Linked DNA regions of Mus musculus: region 1 is linked to region 2. Evidence: chromatin contacts called from public HiChIP or PLAC-seq data. All regions are on one chromosome and are shown on one strand. Each heading gives the region's core, a stretch centred on a gene start, on an enhancer-like site or on the middle of the called end of the contact. The rest is flanking DNA. Distances are from core to core; before and after follow the strand shown.

What was found. HiChIP or PLAC-seq counts read pairs in DNA pulled down with a chosen protein or histone mark.
Region 1: a contact with region 2 is called in an H3K27ac HiChIP or PLAC-seq map of acute myeloid leukemia, with 2.8 times the contacts expected there. The contact joins two enhancer-like sites. A contact is called at or near these places in 1 of 39 promoter capture datasets (hippocampal neurons) and 2 of 115 datasets of contacts at active chromatin or transcription factors (acute myeloid leukemia and pancreatic cancer cells).

The regions. Positions count from the first base shown.
Region 1 is chr6:115,521,027-115,527,898 of GRCm38.p6, reverse strand. It overlaps Gm36355 (a long non-coding RNA gene), which reads left to right. Exons shown (of 7, transcript XR_869382.3): 7 at 132-2,487. Among named protein-coding and RNA genes, the nearest start is that of Gm36301, 5.0 kb to the right of the region's middle. Within about 2 kb of position 4,863, at least 61 of the 459 cell types and tissues checked have an H3K27ac peak or open chromatin away from gene starts, as enhancers often do. A contact at or near this core is called in acute myeloid leukemia, where this site is marked.
Region 2 is chr6:114,835,334-114,842,188 of GRCm38.p6, reverse strand. All of the region lies in intron 18 of Atg7 (autophagy related 7), which reads right to left. Among named protein-coding and RNA genes, the nearest start is that of Vgll4, 83 kb to the left of the region's middle. Within about 2 kb of position 1,863, at least 51 of the 459 cell types and tissues checked have an H3K27ac peak or open chromatin away from gene starts, as enhancers often do. A contact at or near this core is called in acute myeloid leukemia, where this site is marked.

The DNA of each region.
Region 1 (6,872 bases), core at 3,614-6,113, 680 kb before region 2:
TCTGCACTGGCACAGAGAACAGAGGAATTAGCAAATCTATTTTTTGCAAATTTAACCAGATCCTCTGCGCCCCATTATGACTTAATTTAGACTTTTAAAATCTATATAGCTTTCTGTTTGTTTGCTTCCAGGTTGTGATATAGATGAAATGAATGGCAACCCACATTAACCGCAGGCTGAACAACCCCCCTGGAATGTTTGCTGAAGAGCAAGGCAGTGGAGGCTGGCCCACAGAGGAGCCCTATCGCCAGCCATCAGCAAAGACCAGACCTGGTGGAGACTGGAGGACACGCCTGATAACTCAGTGCCCTTGAGAGCTTTCTAGGTGCCTCCAGGCTGCTCCAGTCCTGTGTGTGTGTGTGTGTGTGTGTGTGTGTGTGTGTGTGTGTGTTGTGTGTGAGAAAGAGAGGGATACAGTCCCTGGTAGGTAGCAGTACTCTTAAAAGCTCCTACCACATCCATGACCTTGGCACTAACAGGAAGCCAAGCCTTTGTGGACAGATCCCATGAACTTGAACAAGGAGTTTATATATCAAATGGCCTCATAGAGCTGTAAGAGGAAGCCCAGATGAATCTTTCTTGAATGGACAAATGCTTTCATGTAAGTAGGAGGTGGATTAGGTTCTGGAACTGCCCTGTCCCTCTCCATTTACCCCACTCTTCTCTCTTCTCCTCTGATTTCTTTGTGGTGCTGGAGGTGGACCTCGGCACTTCACATGTTAGACAAGTGAAGTGTACCACTAAACTGTATCTCAGTCTCAGATGGAATTTTCTTAAGGAAGTCCAGGAAATATTTCAAATAGGCAACAGAACCTAAGATTTGTCCATATTGACAATTCCCAACTCAGCGACCAACCAACAAATTAACCAACCAGCAGCCAACCAGCAAATCAAGCAACTAGTTGAACCACCAAGCAACCAGCCAACCATCTAAGCCACCAACCAACCAACTAATCAGCTGACCCAGAAACCAAATAGACAACCAACTGTACAGTCAACCAACCAACCAAGTAAACAACTAATGGGATAACCATCATTCAACAACCAATGAATCAATGGACTGAACAACTAAACCAACTGGTCATCCAACCAATTGACTAACCAACTGAACAATCAATCATCTAACCAACAGAGCCACTAATCAACCAACCAACCAACCAACCAACCAACCAACCAACCAACCAACTAACCTAGCATGAAAACAACTAAGTAACCAATAACCAAGAAGTAGAACCACTAATTGAAATATTCACTGGGTTGGAAAGAAATCCCCTCTTCCAGTGTTTCTGCCCTTTGTCTCCCCCGAGCTCCAGTAGCGTTGCCTGTTCCTCAGACACCTTCTGGGCCATTCTACCACTGCCTGTTTCCATTCCTCTAGAAATTGCTGTGCAGGGCACCTCTGTCCCTTGCACCACTGGTCACAGGCTTCTCACCTGCAGCCAGTGCACAAACAACATGGCTAGAAAGGCATACAATGAAGGGCCCAGTCCCCCCCATCTGACTTTTGAGGAATTGTGTGTGTGTGTGCGCTGTTGTTGTTGTTTTCTGGTCTCCCACTTCTCCAGGTGGAGAGTGCCTACCTGGGTCCAGACAGACAGATTCCCTGACTTCTTTGCCCTGAGTTCCATCCCTGCTACCACATTACCCTGACATGGTGGTACAGACTTGTAATCCTAGGATTTGGGAGGTGTAGACTAGGGGTTCAGGACCATCCTTGACTACCTATGGAGTTTGAGGCCAGCCTAGACTCTCTGAGATCCTGTCTCAAACAAACAAACAAACAAACAAACAAACAAAACCATACTGCAAACAAGCAACAACGCAAAGCCTGCCTGTAGTTTGCCGGGTATCAGTAGCAGAAAGTCAAGTGTGCTTGGGTTGGGAGGGGGGAGGAGCTCCACTTATCTTTGGTTTCCTTTAATTAGTCTTCCCACTTGCCACCACAGGTCACAATCCTTAGGAAGTGTCCCAGACACTGCCTGGACCGGCGGTGGTTCCCGGAAGTCACTGCTCCCAGGTCAGGTGCCTCTTTCTTCCCTCCCACCTGACCTGGGCTGCAAAGGAGCCTCCCTGGCTGTGCGCTGACTTCACCTTCCCCCATGTTCTCGATACTAAATAAGTATATTATGTACAAAATATTGCTATCATCTAGAAAATATCTCCCCAGGAAGGATTAAACAGTGACACATTAAAACCTTTTAAAATGCAGGTATGCATCAGCGGGCCACAAAGACCCCGTGGGCAAACAAGTTAGTGGGGCTTCCAGTCAATGCTGGCTCTGTCGAAGGACAGGGTACTGTACATTTAGGGATATCCAAGAATCCTGACTCTGGGACAGCTTGCATGGTTGCTGTTGGAGGAAGGAAAGCACTGGAGGCAGTGAGGGTGTTCTGACAATCTAAGTGGGTAGTTCAGACGGTAAAGGGTTTGTATGGAAGAGGACCTGATTTCAACCTCCAGAACCCACGTTTAAAAACAAAGTAGGCACCGGGCAATGGTGTTACACACCTTTAATCCCAGAACTTGGGAGGCAGAGGCAGGCGGATTTCTGAGTTCCAGGCCAGCTTGGTCTACAGAGTGAGTTCCAGGACAGCCAGGGCTGCACAGAGAAACCCTGTCTCGGGGGTGGGGGTGGGGGACAAACAAAAACAAACAAACAAACAAACAAACACTCAACCAACCAAACAAAGTAGGCATTGTGGTGTGCTTTGTAATCTCAATGTCTGGGAAGGCAGAGACAGGCAGATCTCTGGGGCTCTCTGGCTAGTCATGACAAGCTCCAGGCCAGTGCATGACCCCAACACATTAGAAGCAGAGGAAGGCAGATCTCTGTGAGTTCAAGGTCAGCCATCCTGGCCTTCTACATTGCAAATTCCAGGTCAGATAAGGTGACACAGAAGAAGTAGAAGAGGAGGAAGAATTGGGGGTGGGGTGGGGGGATGGGGTGGAGAAGTGGTCTGTACAACCTTTGACCTATACAGTCTTGCCTATCCCTGAAAAGTCAGTTGCTGCCTTATTCTTACAGCCTGGGAGGCAGGGGTGCAGGACTGGCATGACTGCCAGGGAGCTGGAGAGGGGTAGGATGTAGCCCAGCCGGAGCCCTGTCACCCCTCACCTCTGCGCGGCTGTGTACAGCTGTTCCCCCATCTCCACATGCCTGCCTTGCTGGAGTTTTGAAGAAAATCCCAGCCTCAGAGTAGCTCTCAGTACTAAAGAAGGTTATGAAGACGAAAGCGGAGAGCCTTGGTCTTGGCCACTTCCTGTAGGTAAAGAGGTCAGGAGGAGGGCAGCCCTCGGCCTACAAACATATCCTCCAGGCTGCCCTCCCTCCCTCCAGTGAGGAACTGCGTGCTAGGCTAACCTGCTGCAGGCTGGGATCATGGGGCTGGAGCAGCTGCAGGTCCTATCTATCCTGTTCCGTCTTCAGTAGAAGAAAGCATAGGAGACGGTCTGATGGACAGGGTGTGTGTGGAAGCACAGAGAAGAGAGGAACTTTTCCGACAATGGTTTATGTCTGTCTTTATAGAAAGGGGACGTCTGAGCTGGGCCTTGTGAGTGTAAATGTAAGTTCATTGGAGTATCACAGAAAGAATAATTTACCAATGAGACGAGCATGAGGCACCAGGGCGGAAACCATGCTAGGGTCAGGAACCCGCACGCGCTTGAAAATGAGTCTGTAGAGTGGTGGCAGGAAGCTGGTATGCCCAGCATAGGCCAAGAGTCAAGGAAACTTGAGGGCTGACCTTAGGAGTCTGGGCTAGTACTTGGGAATGCTGAGGCAGGGGAGTGGTCTGCTCAGAGCATGGTCCTGAGAGGGCACCGTGGCCTCCACATGGGGGAACTGGTGGAGAGAGCCAAGCTGGGTATTATCACACAAAGGCCAAACCCATGCACAGCATGGCTGGGGGCTGGGGGTGGGGTTGACACTCCAGTGACAGGGACTGAGGACTGGAAGGCAGGCACCTGGTTGCACTCACTCTCAAGGGACACTAAGTTACCAGCTGCACTGCTAGTATCTTCCCAGTGCTACCTTAGAAACCAGGAGGGACACTGACCCTCTCCCAGTCCCTCAAAACCGAGGACAGAGAAGTGGCCACCGCTCAGCCGGGGGTGTAGGCAGATCCACGGTCATCTTGGTTCTCAGATTCTTCCCAGGCCAGTGTCCTAAGCCTGATTGACAACCCATTCCTGCAGCTGTGCCACAGCCTGGGCAGCTGGCAGGCCAGGGCACTGCACGAAATCAAGGCAGAGAAGGAGCTAGCCCGGGCTCCCTAGATGTAGACAGGGTAGTCACTACACTCCCAAGCCATGCCTCCAGGTTGTCGCTCAGAAAGGGTCAGGAAGGAATGTACCATGCCACGTGATCTTACTTTATTCAGGTTCTGCAGACGAGGAAACCGAGGGCCCCCACATAACTGAATTTGTTGGGCACTTTAGTTCTGCACTGTGCTGCCTCCCACATCTGAGAATAGACTTGGATCAAGGCCACACACAGCAGACTCCACTTTGCCAAAAAGGACAGATGAAGACACAGGCCCCTGGAGAGGGCCGTGTTTCTCTCCTGAACGGGGCAAATGGCTTGCAAAACTCCACGGGCTGAAGATGGGCTTTTGCAATAGAGCTATTGAGACAAGGCACGGGGACCACAAGGCTTTGGGGCTCGTTCTTTTAAAAAAAATCTTTTTTTCCCTCTTTTGGCAAATAAAACAGAGCCCCAGCCAAGCTCCAGGCTGTCAGGGGAAGTTGCCCCTGACCCCTCAGCAGTACCTACTTCCTCCTAGCTGAGGAGAGAGGCTCAGGCCTGCACCCTGAGCTGGCCCAGGTACCCGGGTTGTTTTATGGATGGGTCTGTCATGAGTCAATATGATGACGTTTCCTGGAAGAACTTTATTTCCCTGCATTGTTTGTGGAGTCTGTGCGCTTGAGCACGTACTCCAGTTTAACTTGGAGTGTGCCAGGCTGGTGGACAGACACTACTGAGGGGGGAAAGCAGGGTCTGGGGAGGCCAGGCAGGGGTTGTCCCCATCCTTTAGGTGACAGAGAGAGGATGGTGACTCACAGGCTCTGCCTCATTTCCAGCCCACAGAGGGCTGGCTTGCTGGCTGAAGGCTCTTAAGTCCATCTCCAGATGTCAAGACCACACAGGGCCCTCGGGACCAGGATTGCCGATTCTACCTAGACTGTTTCTTCTCAGTCTACCTAGAGGGCTGTCCCTCTCAGTGTTTGACATCTGTAGCTGAGGAAGTCTGGAGAGGTGACATAGTTCTCTGAGAAAGCTTGTAGAGGCTAGATCAGGATCTTGTAGAGGCTAGATCAGGGTCTTTGGAGCTAGCCAGTCTTGGGTTCAAATTCTAATTCTGCCACTTGCCAGTAGGTAGGTCACCTCAACCCCAGTTGCTTCAACCATCAGATGGGTCAATAGGGCCTGATCAGAAAACAAGTATGTAGCACGCACCATGGAGACTTCATCCCTTCTTACTCTTTTTGAGACAGGGTTTCTCCATGTAGTCCTGGCTGTCCTGGAACTAGCTCTGTAGACCAGGCTGGCTCAAACTCACAGAAATCTGCCTGCTTTTGCCTCCTGAGTGCTGGGATTAAAGATGAACCATCTCTGCCCAGATCCCATTGACTTTCAATAGAAGTTGGAGCTGGGGCTTATAGGGAAGTCCTGCTAGTGTGCCTGTCTCAGGCTGTCCTGTGTCAGTCCTGTTAGTGTGCCTGTGTCAAGCTGTCCCCTTGGCTTGCATCAAAGCCACTGGGCTCCTAAAGGTTCTGGAACACAGGAAATGGCCCTGGTGCTGATAGGACTGTTGGTGACTTAGCCAAGAGGTTTAAGGGGAGACAGAGGAAATTCCATTATCCAGTTCTGGGTTTCCCAACCTGTGTGTAGTTCTGTCTGCTTCCTGCACCTACTATGACCCCAGGCATGTCCCACGCTTGGGGCCCTGGGCTTATCTGGCTTTGTGAAACCCCTGCTCTCAGATACTCTAATCTTTTGTCGCTATGGAACTTTCCAGTGGGTAGAGGACACGGGTAATTTCAATCTGCCCGGCGGTTCTCTCCTTTTATTACAAAATCAGAACCCATGTTTGGCTCTGAGGTCCACTCCTCAGCCTTGTCATTAGGTGTGGTCCTCATAGAACCGTTAGTATAGGCACCCGGATGATTGTTAGTCAAGGGAGGGTCTCTGGCCTGTCAGAGGCTCTTTTGGAATCCAGATCTCAAGAGGATAGTGCAAGACTGCCAAGTGCGTAGGGTCTTATAACCCTGTGGAGGTTACCCAAAGAAACGAGCCGGGGAGGGCTGGAGATATGGTTCAATGGCAGAGCACAGGTGTGAGGCTCCGAGTTTGATCCCCTGTATGGTTGAAAATACAGAAATAAAAGAGGGAGAAAAGAAAAAAGAAACAAGTGACTGGTCTCTCCTAGACCTGGGTGCTGCACATGAGCTTTCCTCCATCCCAACACACGCCCTGGGGTCTCTTGTCACCTTCCCAGAGAACTGTGCCTTTGACTCAGCTGGCTGCTGCTTGTAAGTTGGGAGTTTGGAGTAACATCCAATATGCACATACATCCCTCTACTTGCCTCAGGGGAGGCACTTGCAAATGTCCCCTCTACTTGCCTCAGGGGAGGCACTAAGCCATTCATTCATTCATTCATTCATTCATTCACTCATTCATTCATTCATTCATTCATTCACTCACTCATTCATTTACTCATTCATTTACTCATTCATTCACTCATTCATTTACTCATTCATTCATTCATTTACTCATTTATTCATTCATTCACTCAGTGCTTCATACAGTCAACACCTCATTATCACACACCTGCCAGGGACCTCAAGTTCAGTGTTGGTTCAGTGAAGGATT
Region 2 (6,855 bases), core at 614-3,113:
CAATTTTGCTTCCAGAGCAACACTTTAAAACCTTTGTAGCCTGCTGCGTGCCAGCATCACTAGAATGCTTCCTTCCGAGTTCGAGCAGGAGCAGCGCTATAAATCAGATATGGGGAAGCCAGCCTCCAAGAGGCAAGTCCACACTCAGGGATCCCTGAGAAATGGCAGCCTGGACTTTCCGAGACTCAAGTGAGGAAGGTCACAAGGTCCCAGTTCTGGTCTAGGCTTAGGGATGGGATAGGTGGACAAAGCTGTGGCTACCATGCTATGGTGCATCGAGGTACTAAGAGGACTACTACTGAGGTATGAGGATCATTTTATCAGGACTGAACATCCTCCCCTCTCCTCCTTCAAGGACAGGGGAAGACAAACAGAGAGGGACTGATTTGAATGGATGGCCCTATCATTTACAAATCATGACTTCTGAGTGACCCCCTATAACCCAGGGGAGGAGAGGGACGAGAAATGACTGAAGTTGGATCCCTTACAAGTTTTGAGAGCCACATTAACATGATCTCATCATCCTGTGGGAAGTACTTGACAAAACTACCTGCAGTATCTTCCTGGCCCTGCTAGAGCCCTCTGGGGGATCCCTGTGTCCACTTCACAGAGGAATAAATGTCTGAGAACAGGAAAACACAGGCTTGAGGCCTCAGCTGGCTGGCTAGCAGAGAGCAGGCTAGACTTCTAACACCAGAGAGCAAACTGTGCAAGGGTGGGGAGTGTGGGGTGGGGGTGGGGGTGGGGTGGATCATATGCAAAGGGCTTTCATGCTGTGAGAGGCCAACACTTTTTATTGTGTGTGCAGCGCGGGCTCCTGCAACCCAGGTCTAGATTGGGGTTTGCCCTGTGTGGCTGGAGTGTTTCATTATTCAGTCATATTTTTAAACTTGGCTGTGCCACTCGGATATAAATGAACATTAGAAGCCGAGCCTAAATTCTGTGAATAATTAGGTCTGTAGCCATGCAGTGGGGCTGGACTCCTGCTCCAAGCCCGTCCCAGCTCAGTGCAGTTCCTCCTGGGATGAGGACTCAGTGACCTTTCCCAACCCTGTGGAGAGTTCCGTTACTCTGCACAACTCTGCACCTCAGTCAGCTCATCTTGGAGCCCATGATTCACGAGTGTCCCTAGGAATCCCCCCAGCATCTCCATCACTTTGCAGACTATTTTAGTTAGGAGAAAGGCAAGAACACAGCAGATGGTTGCCAGTGCCTTCCCCATCCCAGTTCTCTACTGACTCCAGCAAGGACATGCAAGGTCTCTTTTGAGGTGGCTTTTGCCCTACAGCAAAAGGGTCTCAGACAAAAGAAAGCAGATGGACAGGTGGTGGTGGGGGGATATAAAAACCTCTTCCTAGCAAGAGTAGCCCTGTGGGATGCTTTAGTCTCGAGGTTTCAGCACACGGAACCCTGGCTCTACCGGCCCTTAGCTGATGGACTTGGGACAAGTTACTTATGCTCTATTCCTCAGGGTTCCTCTCCCTAGCCATCACAGAGTAGGAGTAAGGTGTGGTGACAAACAGTTCTGTGGGACCAGCACATTCGTCTGGGCTGCTTCTGTGTTGTGCGCACAGCAGCAATGCAGGCAGCTTAGTGGATAGTGGAGAAGATGGATTATCAACTTTCCCAGACCTGCTTAAGTGCATGGTTCATCCCATGCTAAGCTTTCTGGCATGGTCATGAATTTTGGTCCTCCTGCAGGCCCCACGGCTGACCAGGCAAGCACACAGGTGCAGAGCTCTGTGCCAGGAGTCCCAGGGGCCCACCCTTTACTTCTTCCCACCTTGTCTTCCTACAGTGCTAGCACTTTCTTCACCACAGGTCTATAACTTCTTGATGAGTCACCCTTTGTGACATTTTGCCACCCTTTCCCATTCTGTCCCAGCCACACCCTGTTTCCTCTGGTTTCTGGCACCATCTAGCTTGTCCAGCCTGTGGACTAAGCATTCTTCTCCTGGAGGAAGGTGCAGGCAGCTAAGGCAGCTGGTTGCTGCTTCACACTCCACAGTTCTCACGTGAGTCGCACCCGAGACAGCAGAGCCCGTGGTCTGTAAGGACTGTCTTCCAGCAAGCATGTCAGGCCGACATGTTGACCAGTATCCCCATGTTACAGAGGGGAAGCTGGTAACCGCAGCCTCCAAAGTTCATTCCGGGGTTTTCTCCCCAGGCTTGTGTGTGGCCTGCAACACCAACTACCCCTGCTATGCCAAAGTGCTACCCTCTCGTGCTGGAATGTGCCAATTTGTTTCCAGAATACAAGGAGAGAACTTACAACTGCCTATGTCTGTTATAGAGATACATGCCTGGAGCATGGAGACGGAAAAGAACGTAGGCTCTGCCAAACACCAATTTAAAAAGTTAATACTAAATGCTGGTGTTTTCAATAGAGGAAAAAAATCACTTCCTGAATGCATGGTGGGTCCTTGACAAGCCAAGCCCAGGTCTGCAATGACTTCCCTAGGTAGGTTTTCCAGGAAATGGCTGAGAGAGGGGGAGGGAGGCTCAGTGCAGTGTGGTGGCCAGAACGAGTCTTCCTCCCCCTCTGGCACCACCTTGGCTTTCTGAACAGCAAAGCCACTCTGCCATGCTCTAACTCAAAGGCTCTGTATGGCTGGGTTCTCGACACTGTTTACCGGATGGGTAAACACAGGAAGAGGGGGCACTTCCATACCCTGCTGCTTGACTACCACAGGCTATAGAGGCCAGTGAGGGGGGCACCTGTGGGACCCTTGCAGAGTTGCATGCTGAATGGAGTGGGGGGGGGGGGCTGTCTCACTGACTGCTCTGGCCTCCAATCTTCGCTTGGACAAGTTTTGTGATGTGACTCTAGGGAAGTTTATTAAGTTTCTTTAAGCCTCAGCCTCCCAGTTGCAAGAGCTCATGGAAGTTTCAGGACTGCAAGGGCAGAGGTCTCAGGTGCCTTGCTGGCTTCTGTGTCTTACTGGGGGGCCTGGCTAGCAGGGCTAGCACCCCTCCAGGACAGTGCCATAAGATGCCTTGTTATCTGCACATGGGGAGGGGAAGGAGAAAGCGACAGTGGGTAAGGGAGCATCTGGATGCCAATGACAAGCACTGCTGACAGGGTGGTGAGCCAGTATGTCAGGCAGCTGGGACCCGTCCTGTCCCTCAGCTGCCATGGCTCAAGGCCACTCTAAGAATAGCATCAGAGGCAAACTGGAGTCAGGGTCAAGCTCCAGAAACTTTCCACCCAGGAAGGACACACGTGTTTAATCCATCACCTTCGTCCAGCTCCTTCCTCAGCACTAAAGTGGGGATATTAGTACCTGTGTTCCTCACACTACACACTTACTGGGAGATAGTAGATTTTCTCAACATGGTGGGAATGGGAATGGGCCCTATAGGCTCCATATTTGAATGCTTAGTCCATAGCTGGTGGAACTGTTTGAGAAGGATCAGGAGGCTTGGCTTTGTTGGAGGAGGTATGTCATGGGGGATGGGTGTGGAGGTCTCAAACGCCCAGACACTCCCAGTTAGCTCTCCCTCTGCCTTGTGTTTGTAGATCAAGAAGTGAGCTCTCAGCTATTATTCCAGCGCCATGTCTGCCTGCCTGCTACCATGTTCCCTGCCACGATGGACATGGACTCTAATGTCTGAAACTATAAGCCCCAATAAACTCTTTTTACTGTAAGCTGCCTTGGTTATGATGTCTTTTTACAGCAAGAAAAAAGGAAGGAAGGCAGCAGTAAATGGGGAACTCCACTGCCCTAGGTTTTAAAAAATAAAGGCAGAGCTTCCGAGACCCCAGAAGATTTCATACCACTACCACCATCACCACCACCTCCCCACCACCACCGACAACAACTCCACCACCACCAAGCACACTAGTCAGAGTCTGCACTCTGGCTGCTGGCAAGGTACAGTTTCAGAATCTGACTTGGTACTGAGGCTCATGAGCACTGCATGCTGCTGGTATTTATCCATGTACAGGGTTCTCTGGGATTCCAGCTGGGAAAGTTTGACCAGCTGAGTGCTCAGAGCATCAAGGAAGCCTGGGAATGAGCAAGTCTTTCTTCATTTGTCACGTGGGAAACTTGGATTCTGTCATGAGCCCGGGTCATTTGGAAAGAGGAACCTCAGTAGAGAAACTGTCTTCACCAGGTTGACTGTGGGCAAGCCTGTGGGGTGTTTTCTTGATGGATGATTGATGAGGGTAGGCCTAGACCTCTGTGGGCAGGGCCATCCCTTAGGCAGGTGATCCTGGGTGCTATAAGAAAGCAGGCTGAGCAAGCCACGGGGACCAAGCCAGAAAGCAGCACTCCTCCAAAGGCCCTGCTTCAGTCCTGCCTCCAGTTCCTGCCCTACTTTCCTCAGTGATGGACTGTGACCTGGAAGCATAAGCCAAATAAAGCCTTTATTCCCCATCTGCATCATGGTGTTTTACCCTAGCAATAGAAACACTAAGAGTTAAGAGAGATCAAGGCCTCTGAGGTCCACCTTTATAGCACCCCAAGTCAGCACTGATAGAGTCAATGCTGCAGTCTGGGGTAGCTGTTCATAGCACACTGGCTCTGAGGGCTCTTGTCAGGTTTTTCTCTATGGTTTAACATGACTGCCATTATGGGAAGCCTGTGCAATGTTTACTCTAGAATCTAACAATGCCCAGAGGTTCCTCCACAGCTCTGGTTCTACTCAGTTTGATGGAACAAAGCAAGGCGTAGCAACTAAAGGGGATTTGTACAGCACTGCTCCTGTCCGTTTTCAGCAGCCTCGACCTTAGCACTGAACAGCCTCGTGGCACAGCTCTGAGGCATCTCAGAGTATATCTACTCTTCCATCTCCACTTCTAAAGATACTCCCACCCTCGCCTGGGCCAGAACCCTCAGAGTTACAGACCCCGTCCTCTCCCCGACCAGCATTCAGCCATCTCCATTTCTCATCTGCACCTTCTCACTGCCACCTTCACTCAGCTGTCACCCCCAGTTCCACTCCCACACTGCCACCTCTGTCTCCTCTATGCGAAGCCTGGCTTGCCTTGCTTCTGAAGCAGGAACCCAACCCTACATCCTGGTTGAGAGGCTCATCCTCTCGTGGGTCCCCACAAAGGCTGGGGTATCCTTACAAAGCTTACAGGCTCTGTTGTGTCTCAGCCTGGTGACTGTGTCTGGGCCTCACGCCTGTCCCTTTCAACACTGCTTCCGGTTACGGCCAGGTTTCCCTCTCTCTCTCTCATCACTGGGCCCTGACACTCCATTTCTTCTGAAGCTTACAAGCTTTCTCTCTCTTCCTAGCTCCTTCCTGTCTCAACACAGACATGTTTCTTCCCCTCAAAAAGCCTCCAGTGACACCCTCCAGGCTGGTCGGTGACCTCTCTAGTTTCCTCAGGGCACAGACAAAGAATCTGGACTTCCTCAGCTCAACAGGCCTCTGCTATAGTGCCTACACCTACAGCTGGACCAGAGCTCCTGATGTCTGAGGGCTTTCGAAAGATTATAGTCAATTAAATCCTGCCTGGACTGCCTGACCAGGGTCCCCTACCCCTGCAAACACCATCTTCCTCCTGTCTCTAGAATCAGCCCTCTCCATGTGACTGTACATCATGTGACTGTAGCTATGCAGCAGGTGGCTTCTTTGATCCCATAAAACATGTCTACAGTTACTCTGTAGCTTTTCATGGCTCAAAGGCCCTTTTCCCCCCTTGAATAATAGTCCACTGTCTGGATATACCATGATTTACCCATTCACTCGATGGGGGTGTTTAGCTATTCATTCGCTTCTATCCATTCATACTTGCTTATTTACTGTGGTGGGATCAAATTCAAGGCTGTTCTAAGAACATAGGCTACACAGAGTTGCACCCCTCCCCCAGCTTCTGACAATTTCTGGTGAATACAAAGAAGGCTGTGGGTTCTATGTGGACCTAAGTTTGTTTGTTTGTTGTGTTTTTAAAAACTCATTTGGGTAAGTATCAAAGAGTTTGGCCACTGGATGTCTAGTTATGTAGGACATTACCCAGCTGTCTTCTGAATGGCTGTGCCACCCTGAGTTCTCCCTAAGGATGGCTGTGAGGGCCCTGTCCCTTCATGTTCTTTCTAGCATTTGCTGGTGTCCATCTTCTACTGGGGTCTTTCTCAGAGGTGCCTGGTGGGTCCTCACTGCTGCTTTGATTGGCTGGTCTATGATGGCATCTGCTTTGATTGGCTGGTCTATGATGGCATCTGCTCTGATTGGCTGGCCTATGATGGCATCTGCTCTGATTGGCTGGTCTATGATGGCATCTGAAGCTGAGCACACTCTCCTGGGGTCCCCTTGCAGAGCTGGTATGCATTTAGCTCTCTCTGACTCCTCTAGTACAGTGCTTCTCAACCTTCCTAAGGCTGTGACCCTTTAATACAGTTCCTCGTGTTATGGTAACCCCCTCAACCATAAATCTATTTTCACTGCTACTTCATAACTATAATTTTGCTACTGCTGTGAATTGTAGTTAAATATCTGCTAAGCAGGCTATCTGCTATGACCCACCCACAGGTTGAGAAGCACTGCTCCAGCCTTACACAGCAGCAGAGTCAGCTCTCAACGAGCACCACCTTAGGAATCCAATCCTGTTTAAAACAGAGTGAGACTGTGTGCTGCTCTAAGTGCCTTTACCCCAGCCACTCCACGTCCTGGCATCTCGCTGTCTGTGCTACTCAGTTCAAGACAGGCTAGGTCTGCCAGCGGCCATCTTTAACCATGCAAATCATGTCTTATGCCTCATTAAACTCCCAAGTTCTTTGTGGAAATGGGCTTGTCCAGCGCATGGGTTTTTTTTTTTTTTTTCTAAAATTTATGTGCAGTATAACTGGTTTCGTATACAAGAATACTTCTATCACGCATATACATACACAGTTAAAAATA